Regions from separate parts of the Mus musculus genome. Here all the other regions are linked to region 1. The links are chromatin contacts, called in public HiChIP or PLAC-seq maps. All regions are on one chromosome and are shown on one strand. Each heading gives the region's core, a stretch centred on a gene start, on an enhancer-like site or on the middle of the called end of the contact. The rest is flanking DNA. Distances are from core to core; before and after follow the strand shown. Region 1 holds the start of Glrp1 (glutamine repeat protein 1). Region 2 has its middle 57 kb from the start of Arl4c. Region 3 overlaps Trpm8 (transient receptor potential cation channel, subfamily M, member 8).

Region 1 (4,076 bases), core at 871-3,370:
CCCCCAAGTGGGAAAGGTTGGGTCTGACCCTGGAGCTCTTACGGAGGAGCACTGTCCTATCTAAGATGTCTGAGGGAGCTAAACCCGTTTCCACAGCATCAGCAGCCATCCGTGTTCTGCAGCAGCACAGAGGAGGCCCGCACCAGAGCCTGACCATGCTGACAGGCTGACTGTGGACTGTAGGCTTTGGAATAACCAGAAACACATCTTTGTCACTTAGGATCCAGCAGGCCTGTTGCACTTTTATAGTCTCTTCACTCTAGTGGCCATCTCCTGCTGGGCTGGGACACTCAGCACCACCCTCCCTGGCATACCCCACTCTGTCTCCCAAAGCCTTGTTATTTGGTTCTCCACATTGCTAGTGAGGTCAGGTTTCCTCAAACCTCACCTCCCAGATCCAGTGTACTCTCAGCTCCAGGGTTTGGGGGAGCCTTGAGGTTCCTCATCTTGTTCCCCAGGTAGTTTTTCCTCCTTTCCTGCTAGGTGCTCATCAATGCTCCCTCTCTGCTGCCTTTGATGGAAGCTTCTGCAAGCTTCAGTGCCAACAGAGGTGTTGTTCCTCCCCTCAGCCAGCAATGGGGTCAAAGGATCGAATCATCCATTACTGTCGTGCAAACTTTCAGTTAGCAGAAGGCCACCCTATCCTCAAGATTCAATCCATAATTAATAGCAGCATGGACCTTCTTAGACTTGACAAACCTTGAGAATTGTTCTTTAATAAGAATGAAAGTCCTGTTCTATTTCCCCACCAGGGCAGGGGCTTCCTTCCTATTGATTGATATGTTCTTGCCTACACAGAAACTCTACCGAGTCGATAAGCATGGACAAAAGCTATATCTACTCCTCCTTACTCTAAAAAAGCAAGAAATAATATGTTTCCATGTGAAAGGGGAGGGGGCTGGAGAGATGGCTTGGAGCACTTCTTGTTCTTGCAGATGACGTGGGTTTGGCTCCTGGCACCTACATGGTGGCTGTGTTTCTGGTCATTCAAAAGCTTGGACGTCCACAGTCAGAGCATTAGCATCGTCAGGCTCTGTTGGCAGCCACATCCATCCATATAACTCCAGTTGCAGGAAGTCCAGCGCCCTCTTCTGACCTCTTCCGAGGGCCCCGGCCATGCATAGGGCACATAGACACACACAAGCAAAACCACTCACACATACAAAATAAATAAATCCTTAGAAGAAATAAAAATAAAAGGTATATAAGAATAATAAAACATAAGGAGTTTAGGCAATCTACGTTTACTATTCAAGGAAAATGGATGGTGAAACATCAAAGGCAGAAAGAAAGCTCATGTTAGAGCAGATAAGAGACAGTGTTAATGAAAAACAGAAACCATCACCAGGAACAAGTGGCAGTCTTGAGAAATACTGTCAGCTTATGTCAGCTTTGCCATCAATATAGGGAGCTGTTTTAAAACCAATAAAAAGGGCTGGGAATAGAGTTCCGTGCATAGAGTTCAATCCCCAGCGCCATGTAGACCAGACCTGCCCACACCAGACAGAGGAAGGAGGATTAGAAGTTCAAGGTTACCATGGCTACAGAGGGAGTTCAAGGCTGTCTAGGGAGACAAGAGATCCTACCTCAAAATATACAGTAACAGCACAACAAAAATAAATAATAAACAAACCTGTCATCCCACAACAACAACAAAAAAGAGGAAACTATTATAAGCAAAAAAATAAAGAAGCCATTTAATAAAAACAAGTAGACATGAAGCTGAATGTGTAAGTGTGCAGGTCCATGAGCACGTGACTGCGTGCAGATAATTAAGTGAATGTGAAAAGGAGGTCACTGAGGCTCTGCAGTGAGAGTTGTCGCCCCACTAAGAGCTGGGTGAATCTGTTCTGCAGCTTTCATGGTGAGGGCAACACCTTGTTGCTTCAGTCTACACACAATAATAGACTGTGTCCTTCCCCAAACTCCAATGTTGCTGACACAAATGTCTCTGGAGTGAGGGAGGGCCTGCGAGTGGGGATGAGGTGGGCTGACTCCTGTCTCCGGAATGGGATTGAGATTCTTGTAGAAGAGGAACCACACAGCAGCGTTTAACCCTGCTGACTCACCTTTGCTATTCAAACAGCCCTCATCATCCCATGCGCCACAGTTTGTAACTTCTAAGAAGGATGTCATCAGACCCCCGGCACAGTGGCCATGGACTTCCTGGTCTGGAGAACTGTGGGAAATGGGTTTCTATTTTTAGTAAACTACCCTCGTCTGTCCTCTTCTGTTACAGCAACAGAGACTAACTGAAACTGAAAGTTTCACCAAACGACCCCGTCTTCAAACTGGACACATGAGCAGCATATGCCTCTTCAGAGATGTTGCTATCATCAAAAGTGGAAAAAGGAGAAAGAGAAGGGCCTACTCTAGGCTGGACGGGGCCAAGGAGGTATGACAATTAAGTATGTACTGCTCCTAGATCAGGTCAGGGCTGAACACCACTACAACTGGTATGTGGACGATCAATGGATTTCATGTGCTTGCACGGTATGCAGTATTAGCCTGAAGACGTTTAATTGCTTGAGTTTTGTCGCAATTTTGGGATTTAAAAAAAAAAAAAAAAAAACCCAAAAACCAAAGTTGTATTTTAGGTGTCCTACTTAAATATTTTGAGACTAAATATTTTGGCAGTTACAATTTAAGCTCAAAAATGATTGGCCAGTGAAAAGGGGAAAAAGAGGAGGGAGGGGAGGATCGGGAAGGAGAGAGTAGGCCAGTACTCAGCTGACATCACAGACGGTTAACAATGGATGAATCTTAGGTGGAGAAAGAAATGTGTGTTCCTCAGATGGTAATTCTTGCAACTTTTCTATAGATTAAAGTATTTTTAAAATTGAAAATTATTATTTTAAAATAAATAGAAGTCCAAAGAAAGACAGATAAATGGATCAACATTGTTAAATAAATGACTGATAAACATTTAAAAATGAGAATCCCAGCTTTTAGTTACTAGGGTCAGGACTAAGAATATAAAAACAAATAGTGGCTCATTATAAAGGGCTACACGGCAAGAAAAATGAGCAACAGCGAAAGCTGAGTGTGGTCATGTGTGCCTGAAGTTCCAGCTCTTCAGAAGGGTGAGGTCAAAGGATCCAGAATCAAGCTTACAGAAGCAGCTTAGTGAGACCTCAGCTTAAAAACTAAAGAAACAAAATCAAAAGCCCAGTGGATACAGTGAGTGAGAAGAAGAATATGTCAGACAAAAGAGTGTAAACTCTGACTCCACTTACCCAAGGCCACAGAGGGGCCTGAACTCAGCAGAAGCCAAGGCCTCAGATGGGCTTCCGGGCAGAAGCCAGGGCCAGAGACCGGGCTTCAATGCACTGACAATCTTGCTCTTGTCCTGAGTCTGCCCACACTGGGAATTCCCTTCATTATAGATCCTTATTATTGATATTTGTGTTTACATGTTGCACTTCAGTAAAAATAATAAGTAGACATGACTAGGAAGCTGGGAAGATGGCTTAGTCAGTAAAGTGCTTGCTGTTCAGTTCAGAGTGCTTGTTAATCCTGGCACTGGAGAGGTGGCCATGAGTGCGTTCCTAGCAATCACTAGCCAAAAGGACAGAGACCTTGTCTCAAAAACCGAGATGCACAGATCATGGGGAATAACACCTAGGGTTGACCTCTAGCTGCATGTGTGTACACACTCACAGACGCATACACATAAACATGCATGCACATGCACACATATGCATGTATATACACATACACAAACATACATACACTAAAAACAAGAGAAGAGAAACAGGGTGAGGCCAGCAAGATGACTCAGTAGACAAAGGTCTGTTGATAACAAACCTGGAGACCTGAATCCCATCCCGGAACTCCCATGGTGGGAGAAGAGAACTGATTCCAACCAGCTATCCTCTGGCCTCCATACCTGTGCTGTGGGACACACTGTAGGACCTGAGCTTGTGGCCATACACATACACTAAATAAATGTAATAGGTAAATAATAAAGAAAAAGTCTGCACGCAGGAGCGGTCTGTCACCTTAATCCACTCTCATGCATTTCGTGAAGCACCTTCAGGATAATTCCGCTGTTAGCGGTGGGGCTGGAAGAGGTG
Region 2 (3,981 bases), core at 1,311-3,810, 130 kb before region 1:
GATGGATGATGACTGTTGATGGGAAACAGGATAGTTTTGATGGCTTTCCACTAGAGATGCCATTCTTTTCTAGTCACAGTTACCACCCTGAAAGACAGTGCTCTTGTGGAAACAAAAGCCCCCCCCCCCCCAGCTTCAGGAACTGTTGAAAAGGGGACAGAGAGATGGCTCCAGTATAAAAGTTCATATGGTTCTTATGGAGGATCCAGTCAGTTACCAGCATCTACTGTAGGTGGCTCAAAAGCACTTAGTACTTTAGCTCCAAGTTTTTGTTTGTTTATGTGTATGTGGGTAGATTCTTGCCTACCACTGTATTCATACGGAGGTCAGAGGGCAGCTTGAGGGAGTTGATGGTCTCCCTCTACTACCTGGGTGTCTGAGATCAAACTCAGGTCATCAGACTTGGTGGCAAGTGACCTCATCTGCTGAGTCACCTTGCCAGCCCTCCATTTTTCCCTTATCTCTGGCTCTGACACCTCCCCAGAACTTCAGATCAAGTGTTTGTCTACACTGTTGATGCCTCCCTGGAAGCTAGTAACATTCTCAAGCTTGACATTGCCCAGACAGCTGCTGATGCCTCTCCATGAGTTTGCCCCTTCACCTATACTGATCACTCTTCCTTCCCTCTCCCCACACTGGAAGATCCTAACATATCCTCCTACAAAATATTCACAAAGTTGTCTACCACCATCTCCACCATGACTGTCTTGGTTGGAGGCACAACAGATCAACACCAGGCCCCTGGTAATATCTGGTCTCCTTGATTCCATTCTTGCTTTTGCCACTGAAATGGCGTCCCACATAGTAGCCACTTGTGGGACCCTGGGATGAAGTCATGGCAGTCTGCAGTGGAAACTTGGTAGATCTAAGGAATGCAAACAAAATCCAAATGTGTGTCCCTGGCCTGGGGGTGACTGGATTTGGCTCCCTTGGGGTTCATTGTATTCTTTTCCTCAGTCCTTTCTCCCTCCAGGTTTTTTGTTTGTTTGTTTTTAAGATTTATTTATTTTATGTATGTAAGTACACTATTGCTGTCTTTAAATGTACTAGGAGAGGGCATCAGATCTCATTACAGATGGTTGTGAGCCACCATGTGTTTGCTGGGAATTGAACTCAGGACCTCTGGAAGAACAGTCAGTGCTCTTAACTCCTGAACCATCTCTCCAGCCCTCTCTCTCCAGTCTTATCTCTGGGCTCCCATGATCCTTCCTTTTAGGGGCCTTTACAAGGGCTCTTCTTTGTGCCTGGAGCATTCCATTTACATCTCAGTTTATCTTGTAAGCATTTTAAGCATCTTTGTGTTCTGCAAAATACAATCTGGTGGCTGTCACCCTGTAACCTCCCCACCCTCAGCCTGAAACCTGTTTGCTCAGGTTTCACTGTTATCTAGAAGAGAGCATGGGGTGGAGTCTGCCGCCCTATCGTTCTGCCACTCCCACTGCTGCTACCTGCTACCTGCTGCCTAACTGTTCTGGAGCCAAGCATGTGGTCACCTGCAACTGGACTCCAGGATTGTTTGGTGGGAATGGGCCCCTCCCCCTTCTTCATAACCCGGTACACTGAATAGTAAAATTGATCTTTAATCAGAATCTGGTTTGTCTTAGCTCCTTCTTTCTCCTGTCTGTCTAGTTCCTTTTCTTTCAGCTCGAGTCTGCCATCTCAGCCGTACCCGTTCCTCGCGAGCTGCTGGACGGCCCACAACATCACCCCACACAGTTCCATGCACAGCCCCTCTCCTTTGCTGGTCTTTTTTTCAGTCAGCAGTTGCTCGCTTATAAGCTGTTTCGTGAAATACAACGGAGGTTCAGATGGACTGAGGGCCTTTTCCAGAAGCCAAAGCAGAATCTGGAAACGTAATGTTGAACTTGAGACTCTGTCTCAACTTTGGGAGATGAGGGTCAGTACTCACTGACAATTTGACAGGATCTAGAATGCCTAGGAACCCAACCTCTAGTAATGTTTTGAGGGGGGTTTCAGATGAGGTAAATAGAGGTGGGAAGGCTGAATTCAAATGTAGGTAGTGCCATCCCACATTGGGGTTCTGGACTGAAGCAAAAAGGAGAAAAATGAGCCAAGCATCTACATTCATCTTTATTTCCTGGCCATGGATTAAATGTGACCAGCTGTCTCATACTCCTGTCCCCATGCTTTCCCCACCATGATGGACAGGACCCTCAAACTGTGAGGGAAAATAAACCCTTAATCCCTTATTCTGCTTTTTTTTTTTTTGGTCACAGCCATGAGAAAAATACCCAGTACTAATAAATGGTTTCATAATTATATTGCTTCATTGTGTTCAAGTATGTTCATAGTAAAGCTGGACTTGATGGTCCTATAATCCTAGCACCCAAGAGTTTGACCAGAAAGGTCAAGAATTCAAGGCTAGGCTAAGCTACACAGCAAGCTCAAGGCTGAGTCTTATAGCAAGATCCTGTCTCAAGTAACAGCAACAACACAACCAAGCAGACAGAAATGTCTTCGTGACTCGGTCCCATGCCTCAGTCTTCAGCCTATGTCTTTTTCCTCATCAAAGGTGTCTCCATGGTGAGATGAGAGAGAAGTGGCTTTTGTTGGTTCTTGGGGTGTCAACAAACATGAGGTGGGAGAAGGATGTGGGCAAGCATCAGCCTGAAAGATAGCTCGAACTCTGATACCCGACTGAGATCTTTTATCAAAGCCATGAGCCCAGAGGAGCCACTGCTTAGAACCATCTGAATTCTATACTTCAATCCTGAACACTACTACAGCAGGGTGTTTGTGACTGACTCTTGGTTATTTCCCATCATTCGATCCATCTCCACCAATGGATGCACAGTGTGGCTTTGAGGACGATACGTGCTAGTGTTGTACAGAAAGTCAACTAAATTCTATGAAAAGGAAAAAACCTCCCAAAGTGGCTCTAAGAAATGAAATATCACCCTCACCTGATTTAGCAGGACCCAGGTTCCAGCTTGCTTTATAATTCCTCTATTCTAATTTGTTTTGAGTCTGGGTTTCATTTTGTTTTGTTTTGTTTAAGTAATAAGACAGTGGATGTTAAAGGCTTTTGTCTCAGCTAGCTACATTTGTCATTAATTACAACTAGGAAAGGTTTACCCATTATCAACACAGATTGGTTACCTTCATTTAACTCCCTTTTAACATCTTTGCCAGTGTCTTTTTCTTATTTTTGAGTCATCTGTAATACTTTGTTCAGTAAGGTGATCTGTCTGCTCTTTATTGGAGTCCTTGTGCATCTGAGGCCATTTCCCTAACAGAAGAAAATGTGGTTGCAGGACAATTTCTGATCCATGGAAAAATCAAATTATATTGTGATTGCATCTATTATTCTGGTAAATCTCAGAGATTTGTAACTCTTTAACTGTGAATCAATCTTCCTTCCTTCCTTCTTTCCTTCTTTTCTGTTTAAAATATTTTTTGATGCCAAATTAAATCACTCCAGGGATAGCTTAAACAGCAGTCAAACGCATCAGCTGCCCTACCCCTGTTAACGTGCTTAGCGCTCTGTCTAAGTCATTTATCACATTAGCAACACAATATTGTGACATTTACTCAGCCTTCCATTTGTCTGGTGTCCAGTATTCAGTGATAATTAATTCATAGATAGTACTGGCCACTTCCCATCTGTCTCAACTGCTGCTACTGTCCCTGAGACAGAAGACCCTGCCAAAGACTCAGCTACTTTATTCCTGGTCTTTTATTAATTTACATTTTGACTTTGGCTTTGGGGTTGTCTCTGTCAGCAGCTAGACAGACTGAGAATCTGCCATCCTCATGATTGCCTGCTGTGACCCCATCTCTTGCTTCTTCAGTCAAGACTTGATGCCTGTAAGTGGTGCCAGGGAGACCACGTATGTGGTCGTATAGGACTTGGCCCAGAATCTAACTACACAACAGGAAGCCAACAATTTAGATTTTGTTCACACCTAGTGATGTGCAATGCCCTTGATCTAGAGCCAGCATCTAGGAGTCTGGGTATCA
Region 3 (4,003 bases), core at 99-2,598, 150 kb after region 1:
TGCCTGGATGCTCCTGCTTTGATGATAATGGACTGAACTTCTGAACCTGTAAGCCAGCCCCAATTAAATGTTATCCTCACTAGAGTTGCCTTGGTCATCATGTCTGTTCTCAACAATGAAACCCTAACTAAGACAGGCTCCACACACTGGATTTTTTAAGAATGCCAACCTAGCTGTCTGATCTTTTCATTTGCCTACTTGCTCAGAATCTGGCTACTAGGAGCCTAAGGACCAGACTCCAGGGGCAGCTCAAATAGGGGACAGAAGATTCACTGAGGTGTGATTCTGATTCCCATGTTCATGTCCTTGTCTTCCCATGAACTCACCCACCAAGTCTATTTGGGACTCATATATCCTATGACCTTCTCTGCCTCTGACCCCAAAGCCTAAACTTAGGTGCCCATCCTGGGGATAGTGAGTTTCTCAGATCCACTGAAACCCTGCAATCTGGGATGTAGGATGCACAGCTTGAGTTGCCAAAGGAGGGGAACACTGCCAGATCACAGTGGAACAGTGAAGTCCCCCAGGTCTGGGCAGCCCGGGCCAGACCATGTTCCACTGTGAGGAGACAGGCGCAAGGTTAGGACCCTGGGGAGGACACAGGAGCATCCATTTATCTGGGCAGTGCTGATCCCCAGGGCAGCAAAACCCATTGCCACTCCATGCTTCGGAAGTGGCTGGCACAGGCCCTGCCCACCTGTTCTCTTTCCCATTCCCGCTGGGAGGCTGGTACACACTGATCTGTACAACCCCAGCCCAGCCTCGTCTCGCCTCAGTGACTTCAGAAGCCTGGCCATATTACAGAACCAATAGACAGAAGAGGCCTGGGCCACAAGAATGCCACTACAGGGAGAAAAGATTTCGGGTTTTTTTTGTTGTTGTTGTTGTTGTTGTTGGTGGTGGTGGTGGTGTTTTGTTTTGTTTTTAATGAAGAGACGCCTCTTGTCTAAGGGGGGAGAGTGCAGCTCTAAGCTGTGTTCCTGAAATACCAGGATGTGTTCACCATCTCTTGCACTGTGACAGCCTCAGAACTGAAGGAGCTTTCAGAGAAGGCAGGGTGGAACTTACAACACTATAAACAAACATCCACAGTGCCTGCTTAGCTCCACTAGGAGTCGGTTAACAACTGTGTCTGCACTGGGGACTGGCGAGGTCAAATTAGCTGTGAACATCCCCGCTCTGGGCAAGGGACGTCCCTCCTCACTGAGAGCATGGGTATCTGAGTCCCAGGCACAATCTAAAACAGACAATGTCCTGTTTAGGGGTTTCTCCTAACAACCATGAGTGAGTCTGGCCCATTAAGACTGCACAGGCCTGCAGAGCCTTTCCTTGAACAACCCAGGTGAGGAACTTGCAGAAACAAAGGGAAATAGCGCCCTCTAGTGACAGATTTCTCAAAGACAGGGCCTCACTGTTGTTCCAAGAAAGGCCACCTGGGTTTCTCTCTGCTCAGAAGAAAGTGAAGGCAGGATCCCTCTGTATGTCTCCTTATCTCTGGCCTCAGTAGTCCCATAACCATGGTGACCCTCAGGGGTGACTTACAAGCACATTCCTTGTCCTGTATTAAGAACACACATTCTCAACAACATGACAATAGCAGCTCTGGCTCCTGATACACACAGCAAATGAACGTCTAAAACAAATCACCCTGCTTGATGCTGCTCCCTGGACCACCAGAGCATGTGTCAGGACCTAGGGAGCTCGGCAGACTCCCTGATGGGGTCAGTACAAGAGGAGACAACCTGATCCAGGTTTCTGCATCTCTTAAGGGTCTCTTCAGTAGAAAATGCACCCAGACAGGGAAAGACCAAAGAAACCAGATTACTGCACACCGTGTATTTGCAACTCCTGCTGGGCTTTCCCTCCCTCTCCCTGCCTCTTTCCTCCCCTGTCCCTTCTACCCCTGTCCATCCAATGCTCGTGGCTTAATTCCCTATCGGCTGTGAGTCAATTGACCCTCTGGTCCAGCAGTTCTCTGAATGTCGAGAGTCCCCTGGCTCTGATTATCACACACAGAATATTCCAGCTCCACTCTACTAGTGACACATCACAAGCCAGAAGAAAACTTGGAAGTAAAGGCTGGCCACAGGGAGAGAGGCCATATGTGGAAGAGCTGTATCTCTACACTTAAGTCCTCAGCCCTCTGCTTGGGAACGTGACCTTGTTCGGAAATCAGGCCACTGCAGATGGCGCTGACAGGTCGAGATGGAGTCCTGATCCAACATGACTGTTGTCCCCAGGAAACAGAGAAATTAGGACACACCTGCACATAGGGAGGGCACCATATGGGCATGAGGCTGCGGGTCAGAGTGTCACATCCGTCAGGCACAGAGTGACAAAGATGGCCAGTAAACTTTCAGAAGCTAGGGGACAGCACAGCAGAACAGTCACTTCACAGTACTCTATGGGGTCAACCCAACCCACAACTTCACGTTGGACTTCTGCCTTCCAGAACTATAGTCAGTACACTGGTACTCCGGCCATCCTGTGTGTTTTCTTCCTCCACCTCTGCTGACGTTCCACCATCTTCCACACCACTTACCTACTAATCATAAAGACAGGCATATAGGGCACAGGTACCCAACCCCCCCCCCCCAGCCCTCACTTCCATAGCAGACATCATTAATTGATTAAGACATACTAAGAATTGACAGAGGGCCCCAGAATCCCTCGCAATCCAGGAGTCCTGGAGACTGCACATAAAAATCTACCAGAGAGAGTTGGCATGACAACATAAGCCAACTCAGTGTTCTTAGACTAGTCAGGGCAAAGGCAGTATGTTTCCCCTTCAAATCTCTTCCACCCCTGAGCCTTGTACTTTGTAATCTGTAAATACTCCATGAGTTGTATACCTAACAAATACTTGCTAAATGGGTATATTTTAAGGTTCGGGTCCAGAAGAGACAAGAGAGTGACAGATAAATCTGATAGGACTTGCTGAGACATTTTCCACCATGAGTCAGGACAGCACCTCCTTCACCAACAACAAACATTTCTTCAACATCTGCTACCTCAGTGTGATGGTTTGTAATGCTTGGCCCAGGGAGTAGCACTGTTGGGAGGTATGGTCTTATTGGAGTAGGTGTGGCCTGGTGGGTGTGGGCTTTAATACCCTTGCTCTAGCTGCTTGGGAGTCAGCCTTCCACTAGCAGCCTTCATATGAAGACGTAGAACTCTCAGATCCTCCTGCACCATGCCTAGTTGCTGCCATTTCCCACCTTGGCGATAATGGACTGAACCTCTAAACCTGTAAGCCAGCCCGTTAAATGATGTCATTTATAAAAGTTGCCTTGGTCATGGTGTCTGTTCACAGCAGTAAAACCCAAACTAAGATGCACCTGCTCTATGAGGGCTGGGGTAGAGTTTGGATTCAATGGTGAAGCAAAGATCCTAAAATATGCACATCCCAGGAAACTGATGATCAACCATTGCTGGGGACAGGCTTCTTCAGTGGAGAAATTTGCTCACAGATTGGACTTTGAGCTCCCGTGACGCAGCTTTCATGAGTCGTTTGGGTGGGCTTTTGATGATGCAGATGCTCTCTTGACATTTACCCCAGTAAACTCACCAGCTCCATAGACCAGCCTTGTGTGGAATCATGTCCGTCTGGGATGAGCAGACATGTATCCACATCTCCCTGGAAAGAGCGACGCTGCACTTGCCTACCTGCCTCACTTCATCACAGAAGAGGACGAAGACCAGGGCGTAGAGGATCAGCTCGGGGGTGTGTGGCACTGAGTGGAAGTCCATGAGCAGCACATAGGCAAACAGCAGGAGGAAGGCGATGTAGAAGACCACGTTCCAGGAGAAGACCACGAAGGGCGACGTGAAGAAGGCCACATAGTACCACAGCAGCTTCTTGTGCTTGTCAATGGGTTTCTTCCTAGACAGAGTCAGAGGCAGGGGAGTGTCACCAGTCACATTCACTCGCACACACTGGCACACACATATACTCTTTCACATACTCAGGTACATTTATACACACTGACACGGTCACAAATAC

The links. HiChIP or PLAC-seq counts read pairs in DNA pulled down with a chosen protein or histone mark.
Region 2: a contact with region 1 is called in a BATF HiChIP or PLAC-seq map of CD8 T cells, with 6 read pairs. The contact joins the enhancer-like site here to the promoter of Glrp1 in region 1. A contact is called at or near these places in 1 of 39 promoter capture datasets (macrophages), 3 of 484 Hi-C or Micro-C datasets (CD4 T cells, the G1E-ER4 cell line and nephron progenitors), 7 of 115 datasets of contacts at active chromatin or transcription factors (CD8 T cells, the NIH/3T3 cell line, acute myeloid leukemia and 4 more) and 3 of 9 other capture datasets (adipose tissue, liver and macrophages).
Region 3: a FOXA1 HiChIP or PLAC-seq map of pancreatic cancer cells shows a contact between it and region 1. The contact joins the enhancer-like site here to the promoter of Glrp1 in region 1. A contact is called at or near these places in 1 of 39 promoter capture datasets (the HPC-7 cell line), 1 of 484 Hi-C or Micro-C datasets (embryonic stem cells), 2 of 115 datasets of contacts at active chromatin or transcription factors (extraembryonic endoderm stem cells and pancreatic cancer cells) and 1 of 9 other capture datasets (macrophages).

What each region holds. Positions count from the first base shown.
Region 1 is chr1:88,508,110-88,512,185 of GRCm38.p6, reverse strand. It overlaps Glrp1 (glutamine repeat protein 1), which reads left to right and starts at 2,120. Exons shown (of 3, transcript NM_008132.2): 1 at 2,120-2,395. The coding sequence starts at 2,300.
Region 2 is chr1:88,643,235-88,647,215 of GRCm38.p6, reverse strand. No RefSeq gene overlaps it. Among named protein-coding and RNA genes, the nearest start is that of Arl4c, 57 kb to the left of the region's middle. Within about 2 kb of position 2,560, at least 27 of the 459 cell types and tissues checked have an H3K27ac peak or open chromatin away from gene starts, as enhancers often do. A contact at or near this core is called in CD8 T cells, where this site is marked.
Region 3 is chr1:88,355,011-88,359,013 of GRCm38.p6, reverse strand. It overlaps Trpm8 (transient receptor potential cation channel, subfamily M, member 8), which reads right to left. Exons shown (of 27, transcript NM_134252.4): 18 at 3,667-3,883. Among named protein-coding and RNA genes, the nearest start is that of Gm51639, 25 kb to the right of the region's middle. Within about 2 kb of position 1,348, at least 21 of the 459 cell types and tissues checked have an H3K27ac peak or open chromatin away from gene starts, as enhancers often do. A contact at or near this core is called in pancreatic cancer cells, where this site is marked.